7 separate regions of the Mus musculus genome follow, and regions 1, 2, 4, 5, 6 and 7 are each linked to region 3. The links are chromatin contacts, called in public Hi-C, HiChIP or PLAC-seq and promoter capture Hi-C maps. All regions are on one chromosome and are shown on one strand. The core of a region is the stretch at or near the end of the contact, and the rest is flanking DNA. Distances in the headings are between cores, read along the strand shown.

Region 1 (4,160 bases), core at 236-2,735, 410 kb after region 3:
CTCTGTTGCCTCGAAACACACAGAGGCCAAACAGCCCAAAGCGGTGGGTTTCCGCCCACCTTCCGGCTCCCTTCCGAGGCCAGCGCTGTCCACCTTCCAGATGCCCTCCCTTCCTTCACTGCCTCACCCCCCCTCTCTGCCCTTCCCTAGCGGGGGGGAGGGGGTTGGGGCGAGAGTGCAGTCTTTTCTGGAAGCCTCGAGTTCGTCCCTCTGTCCCTAGAACTAATCCTTGGGCCATCCCTCCTCCACAGCTAAAAAAAACCCCCCTTGCTTTGCAGTTGGCAAAAAAGACTGTATATTAAAAAATAATAATAATAATTAAAACCCTGTCTTTTGCTTTCTTTCCCAGATTCTGTTGACAGAAGAGTTTGTAGAGAAGATGTTGGAGGACTTAGAAGATCTAACCTCTCCAGAGGAAGTGAGCCTATTTCATTTCTCACTGATAGAGGACTCCCGGGTGTGTGTGTGTGTGTGTGTGTGTGTGTGTGTGCGTGCGTGCACGTGCGCATGTGCGAGCGCTCACCCATCTGTGGACTGTTTTCAGAAGTACAGGCATAAATCTGGAGAGGAACCCCTGAGAAGGTTCAATGACTTTATTTTTCTTGGGCTTCATGGGTCAGCCCTGCCCAGCCCCCACCCTTGTGAGGACACCCAGCACCCTGAATCGCCAGCTCTTGGGAACCTCATTGAAGAAGTAGCCAGGGCCTGTGGGCTAGAGTTCTCCCCAGCCCCTGCTGTTCCCTGGCAGATTCTGAACAGAAAGCCCGTGCCTGCTGCCAGAGAACATTCCGCTGGGAGCTCTCGTGGGCAGGAGGGGACTCCTGCTCTTGCCTTGGGCCACCCAAGTGCCACGCTCCCTTCCCTCGCCAGCTCTAGCTTGCCTCCCTCAGCCTCTTCCTGGCTAGCTGAGAGCGTGGGGAGCTGGCAGGCCAGGTGGGGTGATTTCTCTCCTTGGCTCCTTCTCTGGAGTGCAGGAATGGAGTCTATAATCCCTTTTGTTTTTCTTCCTTGTTCCTGGCCTCCTCGTTTGCAGGGACTTACCTCATCTTGGAAAGTCCCTTCTCCTATAACCATCAGCGCCCAGGCAGCAGGCAGGCGGATCTTCCTGGCCCCCAGGATCCATGGGGTAGTGGGGTAAATAGCAAGCCTCCGAGGCCTGAGGGATCTTCTGGCCCACCCTCCCCTGCCTGTGGCAGAGATCACCCCCTTCCCTTCCATTGCCCTAATGTGCTCGGGGCAAAGTACCTCACCTCCCAGTTAGTTAGAAACTTCTCAGAGCCAGTCACCCCAATAGAGCCAAGCCTTCCCTCCCCCTGCCCCAGGGATCCAGCTTGATTCATTCATTCATTTGCATAGTCCAAGGTTATCAAGTACCCACTCTGTGCCAGCCAGTCACCCCTACAAGTCACTGCCTCAGAGGCCTAGCTCCCGGATTCAGTCAGGCCAAAGCCAGCTGCCCAGAAGTGCTTCCGGAGAGGTCTTGTCACACTGCAGTGGCGTTCTGCCAGGCTGCTGCTTTGAGCTTGGGTGTTGAGTGGGCGGGAAGAGGACAGTCCAGGCAGGAGAGACAGGAGCCAAGGGGAGCTTAGGAAAGTAGGTCACGAAAAATGACTTCTTCTGCCTCATTCCTGTCCAGAGGCCATCCCCACACCCTGCCCCAGTCTCCACTTTGTCCTGGGTCTACAGTCCCCCAAGAGAGAAAAGGCAGCCGGGAAGTGTCCGTTTGTCCACCTCCAGCCCAGCTTCAGGCAGGCCAGAACATGATTCTCTCCTCCTGTGCCTGGCTCTGACTTCCAGCCTAGCCCAGAGACAATGGGGCTTAAGAGCTCTGCAGGAACCCAAGTCAGGGAGGATCTATTGAGCACCCACTGTGTGCTGGGCTCCATACAAGGTTCTAGAATCCAGAAGGAACCAGAAGTCAGCTTCTCCTCCTCGCCAAAGACCCCAGGTGTGGGAAAGAAGCAAAATTACAAGACAGTCATTGATCCTAGTTTGGAAGGCCCTGGCTGTTATCTGGGGTCACTCTGAACAAAGAGCCCTGGGAAGCAGGGTGACAGGGAGCAGTGGGTGGTGACACGCAGACCACCTTCACCCTGAACTTCTCCCAGTGGGGTCACACTCCAAGTCTGATTTGGGGGCTGAACAGCTCTCCTTTCTTGTGGACCCTTTGACAAAACTACAGAGGACAGATTCTAGACTCAGAACTAGTCCATGGCGATGACAGACCTTTCCTGTAATATCTACACCCTGCTGGTCCCCTGTCCTCCAGCCCCAGGGCCCCAGGGAAGAGATTCCTTACATGTTTTGGGCTCAAGGCAGAACCAAGGAAAAGAGCAGGAGAGAGTCTATGCAAAGAGCCTAAGCATGCCTCCTGCAGTCTGCTGAGGTACTGGCCGTGCAAGAGGAAAGGAGTGCCTAGACCAGACACATGCACTCGCGCACGCACACACACGCACACACAACCTGAGGCTAGCCTTTGAGAGGTCTCCAGTCACCTGTCTTGTCCCCAGCAGCCTAGGGACAGGGTGTCCCGCGTGCTGCCTCTCTGGACACTCTTAGGAGGCAGCTGACCCACCACTCTGCCTGTTCTTGTTCTCTTCACAGTTTAAACTTCCCAAAGAGTACAGCTGGCCTGAGAAGAAACTCAAAGTGTCCATTCTCCCCGACGTGGTGTTCGACAGTCCACTGCACTAGCCTGGGCTGTGCCCTGCAGGGGCCAAGAGGAGCCCAGCTGCTCCTGGTGACTTCCAGTGTGACAGCTTGTAAAGGAGACACCCATGAATAAAAGGGCAAGTGTGGGGATGACTGCAGAGTGCCACACCCATCCCAGGCCCCACCCACCTCGGGCCCAGGGGCCTCACTCCTAGCAGCCCAGCCCGAGTGACCAGGCCCCTGTCCTACACGCCAGTGAGGGGGTGAGATGCACCTGAAAACCCTCCACACCGACCCGCTGCTGCCACAGGTCTCACTGTTGTGCTCCTGGAACGGGACAGCCTTGCCAGACAGCCTGGTGGGTAGAACATGCATGAGGACGCACTGCCTGGTCAACCCCAGCCAGCTTTCCCTCAGTCAGGCTGCTCCACCCTGCCGAATGATTGTTCTTTTTCTTGTGGAAACCGGATGGTATTTTTATTGCTCAGCAAAGATGGTGCAGAAGCCATGTACATAGTGATTTTTAAATAGGACTCATTCCTACCTGAACTTTATTGTCCTTTAGACAAGGGTCTGGGGGCTCCCCCCCCCCCACAGATCCCACATGCCCTCTTCCTGAAAAGATGCTTGGTGCTGCCTGTCAGCTCTGGACCCTGGAGGAGGCTGGGGACAGCTGACATACTCCATGCAGCCCTGGGTAGAGATTGGCTGTGGCCTGGAAGGTGTGCTATTGCCTTCCAAGCGAAGTAAGTCTCTACAAGGCTCTGGGGACTTCAGGGACTCAAGGACACGTGGCCCTAGCTATGTCTTCCTAACCAGGTCTCCCAAGAAGAGGGTAAAGCCCACTGCCTCCCCATCCTCCTGCTCAGGGCCCCCAGCTCTTTGGTCCCCCTCCCTTGGAGTCCCAGCCCCTGGGCTGTCTAGCTTATGAAAAACTGAGAACCAACCTCTCTCTCCACAGCTCTCCCTTTGGTTTTGCTGACACTGCTCCCTGTGGCCCTTCCTCTTTCTCACATCCATTCTGTCCCCATCTCCCGTCGCTGTCTCTTCCTGTAGCCTGGCCCTCTTGTGGGTGCCATGCTGTCACCTCCAGGACTGCAGAGCTTCCTGCCTCCCAGGGAAGGCACCTTTGTGAGCTGCAGAGGAGAGAGCTCCCACTTCTGACCTGGAACTGGCAAGTGCCTTTCCTGCATTCTTGCCTGCCTGCCTCTAGGTCAATGGTCTTTGTTCATTCTTTAGATTCAAATGTCTCCAAAGGAAAGATATGTTGTCTGGCAGGAACCTTAAAAGAGCTCCTCTGCTCTGCCTGCCTCCACTGCCTACAACGGGTGCCTCCAGGGGCCTTGAGAACTCTGGCTGGGGTCGCAAAGAAGCAGAAATTGGCCTTTGAAGGAATGGCTCGATCTGGCCTCATCTGCATATCCTAGGTCTAAGCTCACCTAGCACTTAGAGGCAGACCCTTCAGGAGCATCCGAGAGGCTGGCTGCAGACCCAGCCAGCCAGATAGA
Region 2 (4,227 bases), core at 826-3,325, 370 kb after region 3:
GGCTGTCCACAGTCTCACTGCTCCGGGTTTTCTGTCTTTTAAACTCTCAACCACTTTACTGCATACAGAGCAGTGTTATCTCCGTGTGGCTTTGACTTTAATTTCCCTTTTAAATATATTGAGCCGCTTTTTATGAGCTAATTGGCTGTTCGTATCTTCTTTGAAGAAACATTTATTCGGATATTTTGCCCGATTTTAATTGGATTGTTTATCTCTTATTAAGTTGTAAGAGCTCTTTATATATTCTGGGCACAATATACTTATATTTTATGAGGGCTTATCAGGTTTTTGGCTTGACACCATCTTTCCATTCTGTAGGTTGTCTTTTTAAAAATTGTATCTGAATATAACTAACATGACAATTCTCATCTTTGAGCACAGTGTGCACAGCCATCCCCACCGTTCATCTTGGGTACTTTGCTCACTACTACACGGAACTTTACACCACAAACAATTGTCACCAGCCTCAGTGTGTAACATGACTACACAGGGTGCTTCCTCACATGAGTGGGACCATGAATCACTTGTCTGTGGTTTCACTTAATATGTTTTCAAGGTTCATCCATATGGTAGCACAGGTTAGAACGTTCATCTTTTTAAGGCTAAATAGTATTTCATTTAATGTAAATTACACATATTGTTAGTCCATTAGCTTATTGGTGGGCATTTGGATGGCTTCCACTTTTTTGCTACAGTGAGCATTAGCACACAATCTGTTCAGGCCACTGCTTTAGTTCTTTCAGTACGTACCCCAAATTGGAATTGCTGGATCATGTGGTAATTCTGGGTTTTTTAGGTTTTGAGGACCTGCTATACTGTTTCCATAGCAGCTGTACCATTTGACATCGCCACCAGCAGGGTACAAGGGCTCTAATTTCTCCACATCAGGCACCAATACTTGTCATTTCTGGATTTGTTTTTGTTATTGTTTACAATTACCATTCTAATAGATGTAAAGTGGGCGTGATTTGATTTGCATTTCTTTTTCTTTCCTGATGGCGATGGCTACAGCACAAAATGGCTTTAATTTTGATGAAGCTCAATCTGTCTGTCCACTGTTGTTTGTGCCTTTGGTGTTACATCCAGGGAACCAGCGCCTAATCTGACACATCTTTGTTTTCTTCTAAGTGTTTTGCAGTTTTAACTATCACAGTTAGGTCTATGATCTATTTTGAGTCAATTTTTGTTTATGGTATAAGGAAGAGTTCCAATTCGAGTCCTTTGAATTTGGATAGCCCGTTGTTCCAGCACCATTTGCTGGAAAGACTCCCCCCTCCCCTCCTCTTGAGTGTCTTGGCTCCATTGTCAAGATGAATGGCCATCAGTGTGCAGCTTTATTTCAGTGCTCCCAACTGTGCTTTCTGATCCAGTGCCTCGCCTGTGCCAGACTCTACTCACTTTGATACTGTAGCTTTATAGCTTGAAACCAGGCTGGCAAAAATGGGCTCTCTGTGGAGCACTAGCCTCGTGCATGTTGAGGCCCTGAGTCTGATTCTCAATAGTGCACTGGACTGACAGGCAGCGGCCTGGGGAGGCCGAGCCCGTCACCTCTGTTTTCTGTCTCTTGTCTTGTTTCTGTGTTTATCTTCAGTTCCAGGAGATGAGCTTAGAACCTTGTTCATATTTAGAAAACATTTGTCTTGCTCTTGATGGAAGAAGGAAATGAGTCTTTGGTTTACCGTTGAGCATAATATCTATCAGCTGCAGGTTTTTAGAGTCCTCTCCCAGAATGAGAAGCGCCCATCTAGGCCAAGTTTCAGTGGTTTGTTTTGGTTTGGTTTTGTCTGCGTTGAATTTTGTGACATGTTTTTCCAAGTCTCAGAGACACTAGTGTTGTGTTGTTTTGTTCTGTTCTGTCTTTTCATCTTTATTCCTACAGATAGGATCTCATGTAAGCCAAGCTTCCTGTAAACTATGTGACCCTGATTCTCTCTTTTCTTTCAATTTTTATTATTGCATATGTAATATGATACCTGCGTGTGCGTGCGTTTGGGGGAGGCATGCTGATTATAGACATGGCAGGAAAAGGAGAGAGGTGGGGCTCAGGATTATTGCAAGTGTAATATGATATCTGCATGTGTATGCGTGGGGGGGCATGCTGGTTATAGACATGGCAGTGAAGAGGGGGAGATTCAGGAGTGTGTAAGCAGGAGTATGTAAGCAGGAGTCCAGGAACTTAAGGCTTTCTCAGGAGCTCCGCCCTCTCCTCCCTGTCACTCCTCTGGTCCCCTGGAGGAGCATTCTCCCTCCCCTCCTGAATGAACACTGTGGAAGTGTTGGCAACTCCCCGAGCCTGCATCTGCCTGGGAAAGATGGTTGGGTAATGTTAGGTGACACAGGAAGGAATTAGAGTTCAGAGCAAGACAAGACAGTCAAGGCAAGTGAGGGCAGAAACTTCTGGGCTTGGGCTGCTGTGTGCACGCGTGCCTGGCATGTGTGACGTGTTCTGCCTTGACATAGGCCACAGACCTTCAGCAAAGGAGGCTCTGTGCAAGCAGGTGTGAATGAGCTCTAAGATGTGGAACTGGGTGAAATGTGAGCATTCGGGTCCTTGCATGTGTTCAAGGAAAAGAAACGGAGGGGAGCTGGGGATGGAGCTCGCTCAGCTAGCTTGCCCAGTGCCCTGCGCTGTGTCTCCAGCATCACAGGAAACTGGGCGTGGTCGGGGCTAGAGAAATAGCTCAGTGGTTAAAAGCACTGTCTGCTCGTCCAGAGGACCCAGATTGGATTCCCAGCACCCACATCGCAGCTCACAAATGTCTAAAAGTTCATATCCAGAGGACCTGGTACCTCTTCTGATATCCTCAGGACCCAAACACCTAAGTAGAACACAAACAAACATGCAGTCAAAACAGTCATACACATTTTAAAAAGGAATCCACAACTGGGTATGGTGACACATGTCTGTAGCCTCAACACTTGGAGATGAAAGTAGGAGGTTCAGAGTTTGAGGTCATCCTCGGCTGCATAGGGAATTGGGGGCCAGCCTGGGCACCTGTGGTTGCATGTGAACTGGTTAAAGCCACGCGTGCTGAGTGTTCATGACAAGAGACAGGTTTGGGGGTGACTTATACCACATGGGAATGTTCCCTAAGGGTTTGCTGCCATAGACATGTTCTGTTTGGGTTTTTGTTGTTGGCAGGTAGCCCAGGCTAGCCTCAACTCAGTTGTCCTCTTGCCTTCCCTCTTGATGCTGGGATTACACGCATGTGCTCCTCCTACTTCTGGTACTTTATTTTTAAGTAACGGGCCTTTGTGTTACTGTGCTGTCACAGAGGCACCCCCCCCCCCACTCCCCACCCCTGAGGCTGTACAGTCTGCTGAGGTGGGCAAGGAACTATCCTGACCTCCATTTACCTGAAGTCTCCAGAGATCCTCAGAAATCCTCAGTCTGCCTGTGGGAGACTGGCAGCGGATCTCCAGGGCTGGGGTTGCATGTTTCCTTTCTGTGCTGATTCACCAGCAGAGAAATCCTGGGTTGTTTTTCCAAGAAGGCTTCCCACTGTTCCCAGCTCCCTTACCCTCTGATGGTCCGCTGGCCCCACTGGAAAGCACCTCATTCTTGGCTTCTTGCTCATGCCCTTCCCCCGTGGGTAGTGGGGCTGGAGAAGCCCAGCAGACACTGCAAGTCTTTGGCCTTCCTAGGCCAAGTGAGTATGCACACCAGCAGCCTACCCTTTCCAGTGAAGTCAAACAGATTGGGCCATCCTGGACCATTTGGTGTTTGGGGAGTAGCTGTAGTTCTTTGCTTGTATTGGGAGTGGGTGCATCCGGCTGCTCTAGGAGGCCTGGGGAGTGAGGAGCCTTCCAACCTGGGCTTTGAGGTCTCAGGGCAGTCTCCAGGCCTGGATCCAAATGCTGAGGGTCCTCCTGTCTGTCTCTCCACAGAGAACACCTTCTGTAGCGGGGACCATGTGTCTTGGCACAGCCCTTTGGATAACAGTGAGTCAAGAATTCAGCACATGCTGCTGACGGAGGACCCACAGATGCAGCCTGTGCGGACACCCTTTGGGGTAGTGACTTTCCTCCAGGTGAGGTGCCATCAGAGGTCTCAGACAGTTTATCCTTGTGGGAAAAGTCCAGAACAGAGGGGAACGTGGAGGGGGAGAATAAAGGGCAGGAGACTCCCCTTGGTCTTCTTTTCCCTGTGGTGGGCTATCTGATTTCACACTGCAGGGCCAGAGGCAGGACAGACTTCCCAGCTGAAAGCCAGCTCCAGGCTTAAGT
Region 3 (3,742 bases), core at 683-3,182:
GACTGGCCATGTTTCCAAGCCCCCTCCCTTTATTTTTGAACGGAGAAATCTAGCCAGTGAGCTCCAGGGTCATCAGTACCCTGCCAGCCCTAGGACTACGGATGCAAGCCACTGTGCCCTGCTTGTACAGCCGTGTCAAGGATCTGAACTCGGGTGTTTATGCTTGCACGGCTAGCATTTACACCGGCCCTTTCTAAATTCTGTAGAGCTGTGCAGGCTGGACTGGAATCCCGGTTCTCCTGCCTACTCTCTTCAGTGAGAGCTGCTAGGCCTGTGCATGAAGATAATTTTAGGATACAGACTCTTGTGGGGTGAAGGAGGTACAGTTGTTTGTTGGTTTTGCTTTTTTTTGTTTTTCCAGCCAGGGTTTTTCTGTATAGCCCTGGCTGTCCTGGATCTCACTCGTGAGGTCACCTGCTTCTGCTTCCCAAGTGCTGGGATGGATTAAAAGTGTGTGCCATCATGGCCTGGTTACTATGTCAAACTCCTCCCCTTCCACCTCCTTATCTCTCTCTATCCCCCCTCTCCCTCTTATCTTCTCCCTCTCTCAGACATCTGCAATTTTTGCCTCTCAACTCTGGGTTTAAAATCATTAGCCTCCGGGTGTGGTGGCTCATGCCTTTAATCCCAGCTTTCGGGTGGCAGAGGCAGGCGGATTTCTGAGTTCAAGGCCAGCCTGGTCTACAAAGTGAGCTCCAGGACAGCCAGGGCTACAGAGAAATCCTGTCTCGGAAAAACAAAACAAAACAACAACAAAAAAATCATTTGCCACCATACCTATGAGAATAAAAGTTTTCTCAACTGGGGTTAGTGTCTATTAAGTGTCATTAAAGCTCACCAGTTTGGTTTTGATCACCATCTTGGTTTGTGAATTTTTTTTTTTTTTCTTTTTTTCCGAGACAGGGTTTCTCCGTGTAGCCCTGGCTGTCCTGGAAGTCACTTTGTAGACCAGGCTGGCCTCGAACTCAGAAATCCGCCTGCCTCTGCCTCCCGAGTGCTGCGATTAAAGGTGTACGCCACCACCGCCCGGTGGTGTGTGTATTTTAAAAAAAACGATTTTGAGGCCGGGCGTGGTGGCGCAAGCCTTTAATCCCAGCACTCGGGAGGCAGACGGATTTCTAAGTTCGAGGCCAGCCTGGTCTACAAAGTTAGTTCCAGGACAGCCAGGGCTATACGGAGAAACCTTTCTGTCTTGGAAAAAAAAAAAACAAGCCAAAACAAACAAACAAACGATTGTGTATGCATAGAAGCACCTCTGGGAAATAGGATAACGGGTCCTTTTAGAAGGAGCGCCTGTTTTGAGGAAAGTAAAAGAAAGGTATTCACCGGAAGTGCATCTTTATTGCTTCCTGACCTGGACAGTAGCTGATACTGAAGTTTTCCGAATTCACTGTGACTTCTTTCTTTAGGAAGAAAGGATTTTTCTTGATCTTTTCCCTGGGATGGTCCCGTGTTCCTGTTCTCCGAATTGTAGATGGGAAGGATAACTGTCTTGTAACCTAGCTATGACTGACAGACAATGTGGGGTACCAACACCTTGTCACCACAACTTTTAGGATCCTCTGATTTGAGTCTGGGTCTGGGTGGTATCCTGAAGGACTTCACTGGGTGTGAAGGGAGGGAGGAAGCCATTGTCCGTGGGAGTTTGAGCAGTAGGTGACACCTCTAGAAGGGTTGAAAGAGCCTCGAGTTCTCCAGTGCACCCATTATTGTTAGTCCATTCAGTACTGTGAGGTCTCAGTAGCAGCCAGGGCTTGGAAATCTACAGTAGGAAGAAGCCCATTCAGCAAAGGTAATGCGCGGGAATTTGCAAGTTTTCCCGCCTCGGACAGGAGCGTGGCATCTGACGTAGAAGCTCCGCCTCCTTAGTGGGCGGCTCGTGGGCTCCGCCCCCTGCAGGATGATGACGCGTGTGGGACCGGAAGCAACTTCTAGATTTAGTCTGGGTCTCTCCTCCCGGGTGGAGGGTACGCGACCTCGTGTGCGCCACTCTTTTCCGCTGCGCGCCGCGCGCGACTTGATGACGACACTGGACCCGCCCTCGACCCGGGCTGTGCTTTGGTGTTCTTAAGTCGTGCCGCGTGCGCAACGGTAGTGACGCGTTTTACCCGGAGCATGGCGGATACCGGCTTGCGCCGCGTGGTTCCCAGCGACCTTTATCCCCTTGTGCTCAGATTTCTGCGGGATAGCCAACTCTCGGAGGTGGCCAGTAAATTTGCAAAAGCGACCGGCGCTGTGAGTCCTTGGTTTGGTCTGCGGGCCGGGGTGGGACGACTCTCCGAGCTAATCTAGGCCTTGTCGGCTTTAGAAGTTAAGGAGGCGAGGGCTGGGGTCTGTCAGTCCGTTGTCTGCCCAGCTTCTCTGCGGACCTTCCTCAGGCTGGAGGTCTCGGTGTCTCCTTCCACCATGTCTGACTAGCTAGCTCCGAGTATTACGGCTTTTACTTGGTGTGAGTTTTTGCAGCGGTGACAGGCATGGGTCCCTCGTGACCCAGGACATGTGGCGCTAGATCCCTCCGGGAGCATTGGGTTGGCGGTGCGTGGTTCTTCTGTACTTTTTGTTGGACTTACCCTTAATTGCAGTTTTACCTGAGACTCAAAGATTTTAGTAATGAAGGCTTGGATTCTATTTATACACTTGTTTGTTTTTACAAAAGAAGATGAGTGAGTGCAGGGATAAATTGCGAAGTAATGATAGCTAGGACTTCATATTGTATTTACTTATTTTTTTAAAAAGAAAAAAATGAATGAGTGTGGTGATAGGTTGCTTTCAGTATACTCTAGGAGTAGTGAGCGTCCGCCTGTGTTAAGTTGGCACTGAGCTTGGAGCTCCAGGTAGTGATGTTAGGCCAGGCTCTGCGGCTTTCTGCATGTATGATCCCAGCAGCCTTTTGTTTGAGACAAAGTTCATGTAGTCCTTGTGTAGTGGAGGATGGATATGAACTTCTGTACCTCTTGTCACAGCCTCTTCATGCTAAGTGCCTTACTGCCCTGCAGCACACTTTGTATACCATACTGGCCTTGAACTCAGCTCAGTCTCTGTCTACCAAGTGCTGGGATTAAAGGTGTATATCACCATGCTCAGCCCAATTTACAGCTTTTGAGTGAATGAGACTCACTGAGAGAAAAATGCACAAAGTAGTAACTCCATTGTAGGCACACAGGAACATGGGGTGAGTGACAGCTGTTATGTAAGAGCAAAATGTTTACTCTGCACCTTAAGAAAAGCTGTAGCGGGCTGGAGAGACGGCTCAGCAGTTACGACCACTGACTGCTCTTTTAGAGGTCCCGAGTTCAATTCTCAGCAACCAACCACATGGTGGCTCACAACCATCTGTAATGGGATCAGATGCCCATTCTTCTAGTGTGTCTGAAGACAGCAAAGATGAACTCACATAAATAAGGGGGAAAAAAAATGAAAGAAAAGCTGTAGTGTTCGTGGAAACACCTTGAAAGGCTGTAGGCCTTAGATCCTGGGACTCTTGGGTTATAGGCCACCAGATCTTTTGAGATAGGTTACTTCTTTGTAGCAAAATACAAAAAGGTGATTTTTGCCACAAAAGGAAAGATCAGGTCAGTCTCATAATAAGGGAGTTCTTTCAGCCGGGACAGCCTGACATGTGATCTGGTAATACATCCCCCAACCCCCCCCCCCAACTCCATGTGCTCTGAATTGATGGACCATCTAGCCAGTGCTCATTATTACTCTCCTCTTCTTCCCTCCCTCCTATTTTACTTTATTT
Region 4 (4,038 bases), core at 1,383-3,882, 450 kb after region 3:
GCGCTGGACCAGCAGATGCTCTGCAGGGAACAGAAGCCCTTTCCCTCCTCCCTGCCCTGCTGGTGGTGGCTGCAGCATCTCTGCATTCTGCAGTGTTGGAAAAAGAAATTACAGAACAGATTGCAATTGGGGGGGGGGTGAGGGGGGCACAGAGGGCCCTAAAAATGCAGCTTGACTGAGCACTAAACTGTGTTTTTGCCTGGAGCCAATCAGGAGTCTCTGATGAGAGCCTGTTCCCACTTACAAATCTAATTGCAGGAGGTGTGGTTGGGGTGGCCCTGGGATCCTCAGAGAGAGAGGGGGGTCTGCCAGCCCCTCCGGGAAGGCTGGCGGCAGGCAGGCAGACTGCTTGTATGTTGCTTTGAGAGTCACAGAGCCACACAGGGTTAGGAATGGAGGTGGAGGCAGACGCCTTGGGAGTCTGGGAAAGTGCCAGATTATTTTTGTTATAGCTGCAGAGATTTCACATACATTACACACCGAGCATAACTACTCTCGAATCCTCCTAGTTCTCTATTTTACACACAAGAGACTGAGGCATGAAGAAGTGTCTACTACTCGCTGAGTTGGTTCTTTCCATCTAACTTTGTGTGGGCTCTGGGGACTGAACTCAGGTTTCCAGGCATGGACTCTGAGCTCCTCTCCCTGTTGTCTACATAACCCAGGCTGCTCCTGAGCCCACCCACAAGAGAGAGATCTTCCTACTTCTGCCTCTCAGATATTGGGATTGAAGTCGTGTGCTACCATAGCTGGACATTTTGTGTTGGTTTTGAAATAATTTACTATGTTACCTAGGCTAGTCTTGAGCCTGTTAGTCCCTGGGCGCTGGGATTACGGGCACATGGCCCCTGAGTGCTGGGATTACTGGCCTGTGCCACTCTGCCTGGCTGAGGATGCAAGCCCACTGCTCTTCACAAGTCCTCTTTTAGTCCTTGGTAGGAACATCAGGTTTATCAAAAGAAAAAACCAAAACAGAATGGAAGTTCAATTTTAATTTCAGATAAATAATGTTTTCCTGAGTATTATAACAAAGTCCCAAATATTGTATGGAGTACAGCTGAAGTAAAAACTAGTCTTTATTTGAAATTCAAGATGAACTGAATGTCCGGTGACACATCGGACACCTTGTGCCTTTTCTCTCCTCTCGCCTCGCCTCTGGCTTCCCTCTCCTGCCGGTTGCTCACCCTCTGTTGTGGGTAAGGAGGGACCCTAGGAGTAGATGAAGGGGTGAGCAAGACCATAGCCCTCTAAGCCTGTCACCTTTCATGAGTGTCCCCATTAGACTTCTGAGTTTTTGAGATGGGGTTTCAAGTAGCCCAGGCTGCCCTTCCAAAGGCTAGCATTTTCTCTGGGCAGCTTCCAGCAAGAGGACTCAGTAGTAGGCAGTAGGTGACTGCAAGTGTCCCTGGCAGCCCTAATGTTCTTGACGGCTCCCTCCTTTTTGCCATCCATGGGGCTGAACCTATGCAAAGGAAGGAAAGAGATGTGCAACTGTGCTTTTGTGATGAGAGGACCTGAGGCCCTGGGGACTGGGAGTCCGGGAAGAGCAGGCAGTGCTAGCCTAGGGGACAACTGGTGCAGAGGGCTGTGGGAGGCAGCTGCTGAACAGGCAGGAGGTGAGGGCTGGGACTGAAGTGGGCTGTGGTACTGTTTCTTTGTTTTTTGTTTTTTTTTTTTTTTTTTTTTTTTCCTTTAGAGACAGCAGGGGACCTAGGTTTCTGGCTCCACCAATCCTTACAGGAGCTGTGATGCTGGCAAATTCCTTAGCTGAGGCAAAGGCCTCTCTGTTTCTTCCACTGCAAAGTGGGCTTAGTGCTGCCTAGTTACGCAGGAGGTGCATGGGGCTAGGGGTAAGGTGAGGCGGGTGGCTGCTGCTGCTGCAGCAATGGCGGTGGTGGTGGTTTTCATATCACCTGGTGGTGGTGTTTTTTTTCTGAAAACAGCCCTCCCTTGAGGAAACCTAACCTCCAAAAGGGCAAAGCTGCTTAGGCCCTCTTGGAGTTCCAGCAGAGATCACAATCCACTCCAAGACCGCCTTCGTTGCAGCTACATTTTATTTGTTGCGTTTTTTTGACAGACGTCTAAATTATACATTGAGCTTTCCACGTGACCAAACACCGCGTCCCTTCCTTTGATTATCATTTTCAAAAGGGACTAAAAAAAAAAAAAAAAAAGAACCTTCCGATGGATCACACCGAACCCCGAAACCACATGGAGAGCAGAGCTAAAAATAAAGGAAGAAGCATCCCGAAAAGGAGAGGGAGGGGGGAATCAAAGCGCACTGTGGAAGGGAATGGAGACACTGGGCCTGGTGAGGGTGACATGGTGTCACTCTCTCCAGGCCCAGGCCGGATAAGGAGCGGCCAACAGTGAGGGTGGGGCACGGACTGGCATAAAAATAGCCACCACTTTAGTCCGGAGGGGAATAAAGAAATCGTCAGAGACAGGGGACAGAGGGAGGGAGGGAAGTGTGGGGGAGGGCTTCGGTAAGACTGTCCTTCTGCAGCATCTCAGGCTGTGGACTTTTCTACCGGGCAGAGCGAACCACCGGCATAATCGCTGACTTTCAGCTGTGCACCGACATGTTCCCCAGCTCAGCCCCACATCAATGACACCCTTGTTTCCATAGTAACCAAGGGAGAGCGAAGGGGAAAGGGTGTATTGCACTGGGCGAAGGGAATCCAGCCAAAAGGAGCCACACAGGGAGGGTGAGAGCAGGGCTCGGTTTTTCCCACAACTGCTTGGAGTATACACTGTGGACTTTGCCTGCCCTCTGGCCTCGGCCCTCGCCCCCTGAACATTCAGAAGCAATGGTGCGCAGAGCAAAAGTCTTACCAGGGCTCACTGGGATGGGGGGGGAGGCACAGGGGCGGAGCATGCCCTTTCTAGCTTCAGACTCTGTTCTCTGGCCATGGCCACAGGGGGCAGGGGTGGCACGGCAGAAGGAAACGGGACTTTACAAGCATTCTGGTTTTACAAATGGGAGCTTTCAAACTGCAGTTTTCAGGCTCCATTCATTTATCCCCGGAGCCCCCGGAGGGTTCAACAGGGCTCACAGGGAAGATAAAAGCCTGTGACAACCACAGTTGTCTCTGGTGTCTCTAGCTGGGAAGCAAATGCGGACATTTACAGAGACAGCGATCAGAGCAGGGCAAGTCGCTCTGCCTATGAGCTGGAGCCGGGGGGTGGGGGTATGGGTGGGGGTCGGGGCTGTTTAGAACAGTTCCTTTAGTTGGTGGTAAGAGACCAAAAATGCATTACAACTCAAGCTCTTCCAAAGTCAGAGAGAGTCCCCTGGTGCAGCATTCCAAAACTGGACTTCAAAGCAGGCTTCCAGCCCCCCAGACAACATCCTGAAGCATATTTGTAAGGAAAAGCAAGTCTCAAGGGCCAAAGCTACATCTGGTGGCCTGAGATGGGGCATTTCCGATGCTTTATAGCTGTTTGCCACCCTTCAAAGCTAGAGGGATTCGGGTGAGTTAGAGAAGTCGATGGGAGAGGCGGCGGGCTAACTAGCTGAGGTTTAAAAACCTCACCTTCTTTTGTCTTGCAAGTCTTTACAGGCCCGTGCCTGTGCACTGCTACCCCACACCTCTCCCCAGCCTTTGTTGATAGCTTTCCTCCTGGCCACCTTTCAAACTGTCCAAGTTTCTCCCTCTCCAGAGTCCAGAATAAGCTGGGTACCATGGAGCAGGGACTTCTGTGGCACTTCCTGTCTTTGCCACCACACCGTGGTGGGCTTGGAAAGGGCCACCTCCCAGGATGAGAAGGCAGCTGGCCTCCCTGGCCCTACCAGGCATTGGATAGCCTCTTATTTATCCTCTGAAAAGCCCTGAGCTCTTGCCCAGAACAGTTGAATTCAGGAGCAGGCTATGCCCTGGTCTGCTTTCAGGGTTTGAGGCTGGGATTTCTGAGGGCTCAGGCAAACTCCTTTGGCAGTGGGGGAACGAATGGGAGGGGGGTACCATCCCTTCTGATCAGACCACAACAGGGTTGCTGGAAAGGGGTAGAAGAGCGCAGCATGGGACGAGTGGCTTT
Region 5 (3,710 bases), core at 167-2,666, 280 kb after region 3:
GAGTTCAAGACCAATCTGGACTAGAAAATGAGTTCTAGGGCAGCTAGTGCTGTTAAAGAGAGAAACACTGTCTCGAAAAACAGAAACAATTCATTGACTGTTTCTCTGAACTTCAGGGTTTTTGCTTGGTTGGTTGTTTGGTTGGTTGGTTTTTGAGATGGGATTTCTCTGTATGCCCTACCTTTCCTGGGACTTGCTTTGTAGATCAGGCTGGCCTTGAAAGCAGAAATTCACCTGTCTCTGCCTTCCCAGTGCCAAGACTAAAGGTATGTGCAGCCGCCACCAGCACCCAGTGGTTATTTTCATCTGTAAGTGGAAATAATAGCATCTACTTCCCATGTATAATTTGAGGAAGAGGCATTTGGAACGGTGCACCTATCCTGCAAAGTACATAATAGTAGGTGGCTGAGCAGTTCTTTTATGTGTGTGTATCGCCAGCCCTGTTTTTGTTTTTAGTTTGAGATAGGGTTTAAAGTGCCCGGATTGCCCTTAATTCACTCTGTATTCAGCACAGGCTAGCCTTCTATGTAGCAAGAATTACAGACTATGCCTTTAACCTCGGCACTCAGAAGGTGGAAATTATCAGATCTTTGGGAGTTCGAGGCCAGCCTGGTCTACATAGTGAGTTCCAGAAGAGCTAGAGCCACATGGAGAAACCCTGTCTCGTAAAACAACACCACCACCACCACCACAACAACAACAACAACAACAACAACAACAACAACAACAACAGGAATTTCAGAAAGGCACAATCAGGCATTACTTCCTCTTCTAATTCTTGTTTTTTTTTTTTTTTTTTTTTTTTTTTTTAGGTTTTTCGAGACAGGGTTTCTTTGTGTAGCCCTGGCTGTCCTGGAACTCACTCTGTAGACAAGATGGCCTCCAACTCAGAAATCCGCCTGCCTCTGCCTCCCAAGTGCTAGGATTAAAGGCATGCGCCACCACGCCCGGCTTCGTCTTCTAATTCTTATTACTACCACTACAAAGAAGTCGGGCAGCATGGGTTGTGGGTTAATGGCCAAGTGCCTGTGTCTACCATCTCCTGCCCTGGCTCTCCATTCCTTTGATTCCTCATGCCCACAGCTCAAGCTGGACTTTGCACTCGCAGGCTCACAATCCAGCCGTAGGTAGTCTCTGCTAAATTCTCATCTTCTGAAATTAGGATCGGGGAAGAGAAGGGAGAGTCCCCAAGAGGAACTTGCTTTGAGCTGAAATGACAGTTTTCGTGGAGGTAAGAGAGAGGAGATAAGTACTTCAGGAATCCAGGCAACCTGCCCCTGTTGCCTGATGCCCGTTTTCTTTTGGGTCCCTAAGGGAAATAGCCCATTACAAACATGGCAGCGACAGCCTCAGGCGCGGTCACCTGCCCGAGCTGCTATCGGGAGAGCCGTGCGGAGCCAATAGCTGGGAAGGGGCGGAGGGAGAGACTGGGGAAGCCCAAGGCTGCTAGCGCGCAGGCGCACTGGCTGGCACCTGGCTCCCCCGCTGCCGCGGAATTAGGCATCGTCTGCCAGGATTGCGGTGAGCTGCTGGCCCACGGCCCAGGACCTCTCCGGTCCCGGAGGAGCGGGCCGGACCCCGGGGCTGATCTGATACAAAGGACCAGCCCGAGGGTGGGGCGGGAATGCGTTGCGCTGTTTGAGTCATTGGGACACTTTGCGCGGTTCCTTAAGGTGCCAGATTATGGATTGGAAAATTCTGGGGTCAGGAGGAATTGGGACCAAGGGGCAAGTGTAGAATCCCCGCTGAAGGTCTCTGTTGGGGTAAGAAAAGGGGATGCACCGTCCAGGTTGCTCCTTGAGGAATCTGAGTTCATGGATGCAATGGTTCAGGCCGGGATTCACTCATTGACCTAGTGGCCCTTAAACCTGGTAGCAGAGTAGAACCACTGGATAGTTTAAAAGATGCTGGGCATCACCTCCAGAGATCCCAATTTTAGAGGTCTGAGCGAGGTCCGAGCCTAGGTGTTCTAGAATAGCTAGCTCTTCAGGTAATGTGCAAACGAAATGAAAACCACTACACGTGTTTCTGAGTAGAAAGCTCCTGGGTTGATTCCCAGTTAATTCCTCAGAGACTTAGAAGTGGCCAGCGATTCTGAGGTGAGTCGGCTCTGACACTTTCGTGCCACCATAAAATCCTGTGAAGGACCGAGAAAGTCCCTCTGGCAATGGGTGAAAACTCCATTTTCCATCCGAGGAGGGTGAACCTGTTAACTCGCGGGAGAGAGTCGGGCTCCTTCAACAACTCTCCTGCGGGCTCCTTCATTCTGCGGAGACTGACCAGGGAGTGAAACAGCTAACAATCCAGTCAGCAGCTTGCTGAGAAAATGACACGCCTAGTATTTGCTTTGTTATTATGACTTGAAATTCCACCTGCTCATTCGATACTGGCAGGACAGGCAGCAAACAGATTTGCTTTTTCCACAGACGTGGGAACAAGTTTTGTGGCTACGTGAGGATAGCGTTCATCCTTGACCCAAGCACTGCTGATACATACAGTATTACTTAGTAGTTTTTCCCCTCTGTGGTCTCTACAGGCTCCCTCCTGAAGGGAGTGGGAACCGCCTACCCTCCTCCTCCTGATAGTCTTCCTTCCGGGCCCAGCCGGTTACTCCTTGGTTTCCTCCCTCAATTGTACTCTGTCACCAGAGGTTGCTGCGGTTGGCCAATCTTTCCTGTTGTTAATCTCCCAGAAACCTTGGAGAGTGGACTGCTAGGAGAAGGATCTTGAAGTATCTCCGAAGGGCTCCTCAAGAGAGAAATGCTTTTGTGTCTCCTACCCTCAGCGGGTGTCTTCCATCTTGATAGAAGCTTGGTGGAGGCTTACAAACTCCCTTTTTAGTCTGGCCCCTTTTACTACTACCTGGGTCACATTCTGCCCTTGTTTTCTTAGCTTGGTACTGTGTCCTGGGTGAAAGGGTTGTAACTTACTGCTGGCTTTTACCAACACTGCCCTCGTACATCTGCAGCCTCAATGCACAGGTTTGCTATAGGGTTCGAGGTTGCTACTGCTTCTCCAAACCCCACAGCCAATCAGAGCACCTAGAGTGGGCTGTGGGTGTTTGTTTTCCTGTGACTGCCCTTTGTAAGGCAGAGGACACCCACATTGGCCTTGGGGGACAATGGACTCAGCAGGTGTTGAGCAGAGGCTTGGGGGAGGGATCTGCAGGAGGAGTGGCCTAGCCTTGTTCTTGGGCTCTTGAGCTGGAGGGAAATAGAGAAAGCACTCATTCCCAGGATGCAGGGGGACTGGAAAAGGTAGACAATACCTGATTGGGCGAACCTGGGGGGTATGAGGACCCTGGCGAGGGCTTTGAGGGAGCAAGATTTCATAAGATTGTGGAAGTGGAGCCGGGCAGTGGTGGCGCACGCCTTTGATCCCAGCACTTGGGAGGCAGAGGCAGGCGGATTTCTGAGTTTGAGGCCAGCCTGGTCTACAGAGTGAGTTCCAGGACAGCTAGGACTGCACAGAGAGACCCTGTCTCAAAGCAAAAAGATTGTGGAAGTGGGTGCATGGTGAAATGAGAGGTGCCAAGGTTTGTAGCCAGAACCTGTTTAGAACGTCTTGGTTAATGGTCATTACCAAGGCTTTTAGAGTGCAGTTTCTCATTTGCTGTGGACATGACCATAAAGAAAAATTCCCATGAGGTTTTTCATAGGCTACTACCTGTTGGGAACATTTGTTTAAAAAAAAAAGAACTTCTTGGTTCC
Region 6 (3,838 bases), core at 548-3,047, 390 kb after region 3:
GAGGGTGAGGCAGGAGGACAGGTCTGGCTTTAGGGCCAGTGTAGGTTACAGAGTCAAGGCAGAGAGCAGAAGAGCTCTCCGTATTTGCTCTGGCCGTACACTGGAACTGGAAGACACAGAAGACACAGAAGACCAGCTAACCAGATGACAGTGTTGTCTCAGAAGGGAACCTGGAGTACCAGGAACTGTGCTAGTGAGCCTTGTAGGACCATTTGGCTCTAAGCTGTAGCAGAAACAGCCCGCTGGCACGTACCTGTAACCTCAGCAGCTGCAACGGGAAGCCAGGAGAGGTTAACCAAGGGAATTATGAGTTGAAGGCCATCTGGGGCTATAGTGGTAACATTCCCATCTCAAAACAAAACAGAACAAAACCAAAAGAAGGAGGAGGAAGAAGAAGGGGGAGGAGGAGGAAGGAAGGAAGGCAGGCAGACTGTTGTGTGAGCTGCCTGCCCTTGGAAAGACTTAGGACGCATGACATATTCCAGGTAAAAACACCGTTGTATCCTCAAAAGAGCCCCAGAGGAACTTGAGCTTCCCTGGTATCTAGATGAGTTGTGTGGTGGTGAGCGGAGAACTCTCTGATATGATAGCCAGACCTTTGGGAGCATCCTGTCAGCAGTGAGGGCTCAGTGTGGATCTCCTCCTAACCACCGAGCAGTGATGGCGTAGGCTGGCACGGCCTTGGAAGGAAGAGGCTGCACTAGGCAGAGCTCAGGGCGGGGAAACCCAGAGTCCTTTCAGATGACACCTGGCCTTTGATCCCCAGAGGCATCCTCAGAGCCTCGGGGGATTTGGGTGTTCAGTGAAAATGGAGTTCTTAACCGGTTCAAATATGCTAGCTGACAGAAATGAAACCAGTTGGTTCTCCTCTGTAGTCCTTAGTCCAAAATACCAGCATTCTGTGAACCACTGATCTGAGAAGTGGCTTATTAAATCTAGCCTTGCCCTGTCTATTTTTCTAGAAGCAGCTCTTAAAATTGTGAGAAGCACAGTCTTGTATTCCAGGGAGGCAGTTCTTGTAAGAGCTCAGGGAAGCCTGGAGCTAGCCTAAGCTGCATAGGGAGTTCCAGGCCAAGCTTACACACACAGTTCTAAAGTTGGAGAAGATATGGGAGATTGTGTATGTATGTAGAGTAGTGTATGTGTGAGAAAGTGTGTGTGTGTGTGTGTGTGTGCGCGCGCGCGCGCGCACGTGGAGGCTAGAAATAGACATTGGGAATCTTTGCTGTTTCCCTCACTGAACCCCATGCTTAGACTGGCCAGTAAGCTCCAGGAATCCTCCTGTCTCTGCCATCCTGCCCAGCACTAGAGTTATAGTCACATGCTGCTCATGCCAGCTTTAAAGATGCTTTTAAAAGTGTATGTATAACTCTGCATGAGTACAGGTACCCACATGAGAGCAGGAGAGCATCCAGTCCCCTGGAACTGGAGTTAGAGGCTGAGAAACCAACCTTCTGCAGGAACAATAAGTGCTTTTAACCACCGAGCCATCTCTCCAGCCCCATATGGGGCCTACCCCTTAGAAGGGTGCCTGGGGACCTGAACTCAGGTCAGCACAGCACATGACCAGCTAAGCCGTTTCCCCATCCCTGTAGTGGGAGGTGTTTAAAATGTTTCAGCATCAGAAAGAGCTGAAGTGTTACATCAGCTTTTATGTGCACATTGTGTGTGCACTTGGGGCTTGTTACTTAAGGTCTCTGGCTTTCCGTTTCCTCATCTTTAAGGTGAGGGAAATAACTCCTATTTATAGGGTTGTTATGAAAATGAAAGGAAGTGATGTATATGAAGAGCTTAGCATAGGAGGAAGCACCATTGCCCACACTCAGTATAAGGTGTCTCTGCCTCAGGGAGGTGGCTCTGGGTAAGTGTTGGCTGTGCAATGAGCCCAGGTACAAGTGGAAGGAGAGAACTGACTCCACAGAGGCCTTCTGACCTCCACATGTGCACCAAGACATCCACACTCCACACAATAGTAGTTTTCCAAAACAAGTGGTATCTCAGTATTATTGTGAACAGTTCCCTGAAAACCCAAAGGAAGCATGGTAGCTCTAGATACCAGTGTAGGTATGTAGAGAATGAAACACACACTTCAGGTTTTTAAAAAAGAATATGGATAATATCTAAAGGTGTATTATACCACCACAGATATAAGTAGCAGGGTCAAGAAGAGCTAGAATTTGCTGGGCATAATGGCCACCGTGGGGGCAGACACAGATGGCTCTCTGAGTTTGAAGAGTGAGTCCTAGGACAGCCAGAGCTACAGAGAGAAACTCTGTCCTGAAAGATCAAGTGGGGGTGGGGTGGGGGTGCAATAATAAATACAGCTGAAATTCAAGGACTGGATCTTGAAAGCAAGTGTGACTGGCATAAAGGACTTGGCTTGGAGTGGGAAGACCTAGGGCTTACTGTTTGGACAGAGTTGGCTGAGCAGTGACAGGAAGCACCATGTACTGTAACTGTATTCTGTATCCATCGAAAACCAAACGATGTCAACCTAGGAAGACCCACACCACACGGGGCAGAAGCCCTGCTTCACATCACTGTGGCCCCAGAACACTGGAAGAATTAGCAGAATAAAGTCATGATGGTCTCGGGGTAAAGGAGGTGAGTGCCAGCAGACTGGAGGCGTGTAGAAGTCCAGGCTGGTAAGAGCAACTTGCATTTTCTGGACCAGTAAGCTTGTTGTCCTCTCAGGAAAACTCTGGACTGGATTATTCAGCAAGGAAATTTGAATGCTATTGGAAAAACAACCCCAAGAGACGGAGTCAGGCTTCTAAGCTTACCTGTCTGGTGAGATGAGAGGCCTGCTGTGGCCTTGCCTAGGTAGCATCCAGCAGACTTCGTGGGTATGCTCTGGACGTTGTTACAAGAAAATGGAGCTGTCCAGAGAGTGTACAGTAGGGTGGTGGGAAAGGTGGATTCATTTATAATTGGTTGGATGAGCATACCTAAAAAGCAGTGTTGTGAGTCTGTCTGCCCAGCCCAGGTCTGTTCTCAGTTTAATCAATGACTGGACTGAAAATATGATAGGAAGTTGATGGTTTATGTCGATGATGTGAAGTCTGGAAGGAATTCGGAGATGATGGATACCAGTGAGGTTCAGAATCGACCACACTACCTACAGCTCTAGCCAGATAACAGAGAAGTCTGTTCTTACTGTCACATAATCCACACTGGACACTGGACAGGACAGGAGAGGGTAGCTTGTGGGAGAAAACCTGAGTAAGATTTCACTTGGCAGAGTGCTGTATGAGCTGGTAGTAAGATGAGGTTACAAAGAAAGACAATTTGATGACAATTTTAATAGAAATAAACTGCCTCAGACAAGAGTGGTCACAGCCTCTGAGATCCGCACGGCTTAGAGGACATACTGTGTTTATTTCCACACATGCCACTCACTTCTGGGCACGACACTCTAACTTTGACGAGTTCAAATGAATCCAGGGGAGGGTGGCTTGAACGGATGGAGGATTTCAGAACCTTGTCAAGAATGTAGTTGAAAGTTGGGGCCACGTAGCCAAGAAAAAGATGCAAAAGCAGCCTTAGGGATGCCAGAGGCTGCCAGGGAGAGATTGGTTCACCCACCGAGCTGCTTAAAAGGCCACTGGATGGAGATATACAGGGAGGCAGAGGACAGGGTGATTTGGCCACTCTCTCCCTCAGGGAAGCAAAAGCCTTGAGGGGTTTTCTTTGCCTTTAATCTGGTCTTCCCAGCATTTAATCCTGGTCTACCTTTTAAAACCTTCGCTCAGCAGGGAATTGACCTGGCCAGAGGCAGCTGAATCCTGGGTCCAGGATAAGTGCAGACAAGGTCCTTTCAGAGCTGTCACCAGTCTTT
Region 7 (3,708 bases), core at 22-2,521, 500 kb after region 3:
CATAACTTCATTTTTACTCTCCATCTACCGCGTACAGAATCAACAAGGGCAGAGAGATGTTCAGCAACGCTCAGTGTTCATTTGCCAGCATCCACGCGATGGTTCCCAGACATCCGTAACTCCAGTTCCAGGCAACCAAAGCTCTCTTCTGGCCTCTGCAGGCACCAGGCACACACGTGGAGCACAAACATACATTCAGGCTAAACACCCATACATATACATTAAATAAAATAACGATTTTAAAAAATCAACAAGGAACCGAGTGTTTCTGGTCAAAAATCTGTCACACATCATACACTTTGGAAAAGCCTTAATTAAGGTTAACGGAGACAAGGCTTGCTTCAAATTGATGCTCACTTTCTATTGTTCATTCTTTTTAGTTTGAGGTGAAGACCTTTGGTCCTCCTGTGGCCTCAGGCAAAAGGACACTGCAAATTTGAAGGAAAAGCTAGGACACGGGAGGTTAATTTGCTTCTATCTACATGGAATAAATACGGAGCAAAAAATCGCTCATCAACAACCATTATTTCTTCGCAGAACTTTCAGCGATTAAGTTGGGACTGCAGGAGCGCACCCACCACAGAGACATCCATTCCCAGCGGTACCTCTTATTGTCCTGGGACTTACTCCCTACACACCTCTCACTCAGAGACGCGAGCATCTAGGAAAGCCAGGTTACAGCTCCCTGGTGCTGCCAGGGTGATCTCAAAGACAGTAGAGCCGCGCCTCTCCCACTTTTGGCTGGTTCTCAGATGAACCCCACAGTCCCGAGGCGCCGAGAGGTCGACTCTGCAGTAAGATCTGAGAGCTTGGTCTGATCTCCGCAGCTCTAGAGTCGCCTTCATCCCAGTCCCTAGAAAGATGATGGTGCCCAGGCTTCCCCGCTAGCCAAGCACTCCATGCCTCGAATCTATCGCAAACCCCTCTTTTCTCTCCAGGCCTAGGCCTCCCTCCAGGCCCACTTTAGGGGCTCCTCCTTCGCCCCTGAAACCGATCTAGAACCCCAAAGATCAAGGCGAGCCCCATCCCACGTCCTCCTCGGCTTTACGCGCAGCGCCCCGCCCTGGGACTGGTGAAAGGAGGGGGGGTGACTGGTCAGCTCTGGAGGGGCCAGGGCCCCCACACTCACCATCCTCAAGCCGAGTCCCTCCTCCTCCTCCTCCGCCTCCTCCTCCTGCCTCCCCCGTTACCAGGGGTAACTGCTGCGGCGCCGCCCCTGACGTCCCTCGCACGCACAGCGGAGGAACGGAGCAGCGGGATGGGGCGGGGTTCTGCTCCTCTCTACCCAAAGTGCGCAAGCGCGCCAAAGCGCCCGCCCATTGCGCAGGCGGTCTCGGGAGGGGCGGGAGGGCGGGGCGGGCTGGTGAGCGACCCAGCGGGAGGTGCAAAGCCGCCCACGTGGCTGGCCGGAGCCTGTGGCCTCTGATTGGTCGGAAGTGGGGGCGTAGGGCGAGGGGGTGGTTCCCGGGCCTAGCCGCGACACTTCAGTTCTGCTTTCCTGGTCAGCTTCGCCTGGTGGCAGTCGCGGGGTGCATCCCTCTGGGACCAGGTAAGAGTTCGCAAGTGCAGCCAAATGCACAGCTACTCCTAATCCCCGCGCCTCCGAAGGGAGCGTGGTTCTGCTCTGTTGCGGCTGCCAGGCGCTGCGTGCTGGACTTGCATCTGCAGAAGCCGCGTGGCCGGAGGGACCCACCAGGGCTCCAATGGATTCTTCCCTTCTGACCCCGGTTGTCTTCGGGTGCCAGGCTTTAGGGCTCAGGAGTTGCGGCTACGTCTCTATCTCCACATTCTTGTTAGAATCCAGGATAGGTGATTTGTACTGTGTTGGGGGAGGTCGCCTGAGAGAGGGCGAGAGATAGGGAGGTTGGGGACCGGTCCCTAGCATTGAGGTTAGCTGGCAGCGGGAGTGTTAGATTGTTTGGGATCTGCTGGATTTTGCTAAACCGGGTTAGACTGCAAGCGCTACCTCCCGCTCCTCTCACGCCCAGGGCCGACCACAGGACCTTTGTGGCATGTTGGTTCCCGACAACCTGCCTTCGTGGAAATTGCATTCTTCCTAGTGGAATGTTTTTTTTTATATGAGGTTTAATTTCCTTACAACCCTAGAAATCGGTTATTGTAGATGATAAGAGTCCGGACTTGAACTAACTTGTAAACTATTTTTTTTTTTTACTTGTAAACTATTTTATAGTGTTGCTTGTAAACACTGTGGCCCAGGTAGGAGTGCTGTTTGCCCCCGGGGACTGAACTCAGAATGCAGGGGTTTGTACAGGGTAGGCAAGCACTCTGCCACCGACCTACATACACTACACCCCACACCTCAGAGCTGTTTATACCTGTTAATAAGCAGAGAACTCTTCCAACAGCTCATAGTTTAGGTAGAAGTGGTATCTCTGGAAGTCTGTTGATGTGTGTTTACCTGTTATCTATCTTACAGGTCCATGTATGTCACGTACATAGAGAGCAATTCCTGTCGCAAAGAAAGGGTGACATATTATTATTATTATCAATAGTTTAATCTGGGGTTCAGGCGTTACCTCTTTCACCAACCTAGTTGCCATTACTTAAACAAAGGCAGATTTTTCCAGTATGGGTTTTCAGGTTTGTTGTCGTTGTTGTTTTGAGAGTCTTACTATGGAACTCTGGCTGGCCTGGAACAAAACTATGTAGACCATACTGGCCCTAAATTTGCACAGGACTGCCTCCTTCCTGGGTACTTCTGGGCACTGGGTACATAGTGCGAAGCTTTCAGGTCTTTTTTACAACCAAGTAAAGAACTTTCTATAAAACCTTTAAAACTATTTGCTTTACGTATATGAATGTTTTGTCTGCATGTATGTAAGTGCATCATCACATGTGTCTTTGGTACCCGGGAGCTGGAGTTATGGGTGGCTGTCAGTCACCAGGTGGGTGCTGAAAACTGAACCCAGGGATTCTTGCAGAGCAGCGATTGCTCTTTAAAGTGCTGAGCCATGGCTCCAGCCCCACAGTCAGAAACATCTGCTACCTGCCTACTTGTATCGGATCCTTGGAGGGAAAAGTCAATTCTGAATCTTGACTAAAGAAGTTCAAGGTGATCAGACAGAAGGTGGTGGCGCACGCCTTTGATCCCAGCCCTTGGGAGGCAGAGGCAGCTGGATCTCTGAGTTCGAGGCCAGCCTGGTCTACTAGGACAGCCAGGGCTACATGGAGAAACCCTGTCTCAAAAAAAGGAAAAGGAAGAATAAAAGAGGCACTAGGTGAGTTGTTAGATTAGAGACCCCTCCCCTTCCGTTTATCTACTAATCTACTGCTCTTCACACTGGGGCCCTTTTGTGGGAAAAGGCACATTCAGGGTTCCCTCAGGTAGCACGGTATCTGTTTTCACTGTTACCTTGGAGTCCCGATGAGTGTGTCTGTAAGCAGGAGCCTGGGCCTGCTGGTTTAATTATTACCGTCATTCTCCTGCTTGTTCTAGGCAACCTGACGGTAGTCTGCTATTTCAGTGGTCTTTGGTCTGCTCTTGCAGAGTTTTGAGCTGCCTGGACCTCCCCTGGCCAAGTGCCCACAGGGCAAATATTCTATGGGGGCAAGTACTCTTACCTCAGAACTGTGACTATGGGTCTGTTCTGAGCTTTGGTCCCACTTGCTGGAGGAGATGAGCTTTCTCTAGGGAAGATCACTCTTAGTCTGCTTCATTTGTTCTCTTCTCTCTCTCTTGTGCTCTGT

What was found. Promoter capture Hi-C pulls out the DNA fragments that hold promoters and counts their contacts. A called contact is a pair of places that touch in the nucleus more often than the background predicts. HiChIP or PLAC-seq counts read pairs in DNA pulled down with a chosen protein or histone mark.
Region 1: a contact with region 3 is called in an H3K27ac HiChIP or PLAC-seq map of microglia, with 6 times the contacts expected there. The contact joins the enhancer-like site here to the promoter of Nolc1 in region 3. A contact is called at or near these places in 4 of 39 promoter capture datasets (embryonic stem cells, liver and pre-B cells), 7 of 115 datasets of contacts at active chromatin or transcription factors (the SCID.adh cell line, embryonic hindbrain, embryonic stem cells and 4 more) and 1 of 9 other capture datasets (liver).
Region 2: a promoter capture Hi-C map of the HPC-7 cell line shows a contact between it and region 3, with 3 times the contacts expected there. The contact joins the enhancer-like site here to the promoter of Nolc1 in region 3. A contact is called at or near these places in 13 of 39 promoter capture datasets (the 3T3-L1 cell line, 3T3-L1-derived adipocytes, the C10 cell line and 9 more), 11 of 484 Hi-C or Micro-C datasets (the 63-12 cell line, the Ba/F3 cell line, the C10 cell line and 7 more) and 8 of 115 datasets of contacts at active chromatin or transcription factors (the HPC-7 cell line, astrocytes, embryonic forebrain and 4 more).
Region 4: a FOXA1 HiChIP or PLAC-seq map of pancreatic cancer cells shows a contact between it and region 3. The contact joins the enhancer-like site here to the promoter of Nolc1 in region 3. A contact is called at or near these places in 1 of 39 promoter capture datasets (neutrophils), 1 of 484 Hi-C or Micro-C datasets (embryonic stem cells), 4 of 115 datasets of contacts at active chromatin or transcription factors (the 230-238 cell line, embryonic stem cells and pancreatic cancer cells) and 2 of 9 other capture datasets (embryonic stem cells and macrophages).
Region 5: a contact with region 3 is called in a Hi-C map of B cells, with 37 read pairs. The contact joins the promoter of Mfsd13a here to the promoter of Nolc1 in region 3. A contact is called at or near these places in 18 of 39 promoter capture datasets (the C10 cell line, the HPC-7 cell line, HPC-7-derived erythroid cells and 12 more), 3 of 484 Hi-C or Micro-C datasets (B cells, Sertoli cells and bone marrow-derived macrophages), 16 of 115 datasets of contacts at active chromatin or transcription factors (the 230-238 cell line, CD8 T cells, bone marrow-derived macrophages and 9 more) and 5 of 9 other capture datasets (adipose tissue, embryonic stem cells, liver and 2 more).
Region 6: an H3K4me3 HiChIP or PLAC-seq map of the 230-238 cell line shows a contact between it and region 3, with 4 times the contacts expected there. The contact joins the enhancer-like site here to the promoter of Nolc1 in region 3. A contact is called at or near these places in 7 of 39 promoter capture datasets (the C10 cell line, the HPC-7 cell line, HPC-7-derived erythroid cells and 5 more), 8 of 115 datasets of contacts at active chromatin or transcription factors (the 230-238 cell line, the HPC-7 cell line, astrocytes and 5 more) and 2 of 9 other capture datasets (liver and pancreatic islet).
Region 7: a contact with region 3 is called in an H3K4me3 HiChIP or PLAC-seq map of embryonic stem cells, with 9 read pairs. The contact joins the promoter of Arl3 here to the promoter of Nolc1 in region 3. A contact is called at or near these places in 3 of 39 promoter capture datasets (cranial neural crest, pre-B cells and stem cell-derived epiblast-like cells), 1 of 484 Hi-C or Micro-C datasets (CD8 T cells), 3 of 115 datasets of contacts at active chromatin or transcription factors (embryonic stem cells, large pre-B cells and pancreatic cancer cells) and 3 of 9 other capture datasets (adipose tissue, liver and macrophages).

What each region holds. Positions count from the first base shown.
Region 1 is chr19:46,483,251-46,487,410 of GRCm38.p6, forward strand. Sufu (SUFU negative regulator of hedgehog signaling) reads left to right here. Exons shown (of 12, transcript NM_001025391.2): 11 at 350-418; 12 at 2,605-4,160. The coding sequence ends at 2,694. Among named protein-coding and RNA genes, the nearest start is that of Trim8, 16 kb to the right of the region's middle. Within about 2 kb of position 1,486, at least 152 of the 459 cell types and tissues checked have an H3K27ac peak or open chromatin away from gene starts, as enhancers often do. A contact at or near this core is called in forebrain, liver, microglia and 1 more, where this site is marked.
Region 2 is chr19:46,445,941-46,450,167 of GRCm38.p6, forward strand. It overlaps Sufu (SUFU negative regulator of hedgehog signaling), which reads left to right. Exons shown (of 12, transcript NM_001025391.2): 4 at 3,889-4,031. Among named protein-coding and RNA genes, the nearest start is that of Sufu, 51 kb to the left of the region's middle. Within about 2 kb of position 2,076, at least 68 of the 459 cell types and tissues checked have an H3K27ac peak or open chromatin away from gene starts, as enhancers often do. A contact at or near this core is called in the HPC-7 cell line, brown adipocytes, cerebellum and 2 more, where this site is marked.
Region 3 is chr19:46,073,915-46,077,656 of GRCm38.p6, forward strand. Nolc1 (nucleolar and coiled-body phosphoprotein 1) reads left to right here and starts at 1,933. Exons shown (of 13, transcript NM_001039353.2): 1 at 1,933-2,235. The coding sequence starts at 2,116. RefSeq lists an enhancer at 1,842-1,913 and cis regulatory regions at 1,855-1,861, 1,884-1,890.
Region 4 is chr19:46,526,224-46,530,261 of GRCm38.p6, forward strand. No RefSeq gene overlaps it. Among named protein-coding and RNA genes, the nearest start is that of Trim8, 27 kb to the left of the region's middle. Within about 2 kb of position 2,633, at least 198 of the 459 cell types and tissues checked have an H3K27ac peak or open chromatin away from gene starts, as enhancers often do. A contact at or near this core is called in embryonic stem cells, macrophages and pancreatic cancer cells, where this site is marked.
Region 5 is chr19:46,355,464-46,359,173 of GRCm38.p6, forward strand. It overlaps Mfsd13a (major facilitator superfamily domain containing 13a), which reads left to right and starts at 1,417. Exons shown (of 9, transcript NM_029186.2): 1 at 1,417-1,521. It also overlaps the pseudogene Gm24610.
Region 6 is chr19:46,465,589-46,469,426 of GRCm38.p6, forward strand. The region is part of intron 8 of Sufu (SUFU negative regulator of hedgehog signaling); the gene reads left to right. Among named protein-coding and RNA genes, the nearest start is that of Trim8, 34 kb to the right of the region's middle. Within about 2 kb of position 1,798, at least 84 of the 459 cell types and tissues checked have an H3K27ac peak or open chromatin away from gene starts, as enhancers often do. A contact at or near this core is called in the 230-238 cell line, pre-B cells and pro-B cells, where this site is marked.
Region 7 is chr19:46,571,911-46,575,618 of GRCm38.p6, forward strand. Arl3 (ADP-ribosylation factor-like 3) reads right to left here and starts at 1,272. Exons shown (of 6, transcript NM_019718.3): 1 at 1,130-1,272. The coding sequence starts at 1,132. It overlaps Sfxn2 (sideroflexin 2), which reads left to right and starts at 1,455. Exons shown (of 12, transcript NM_053196.3): 1 at 1,455-1,549.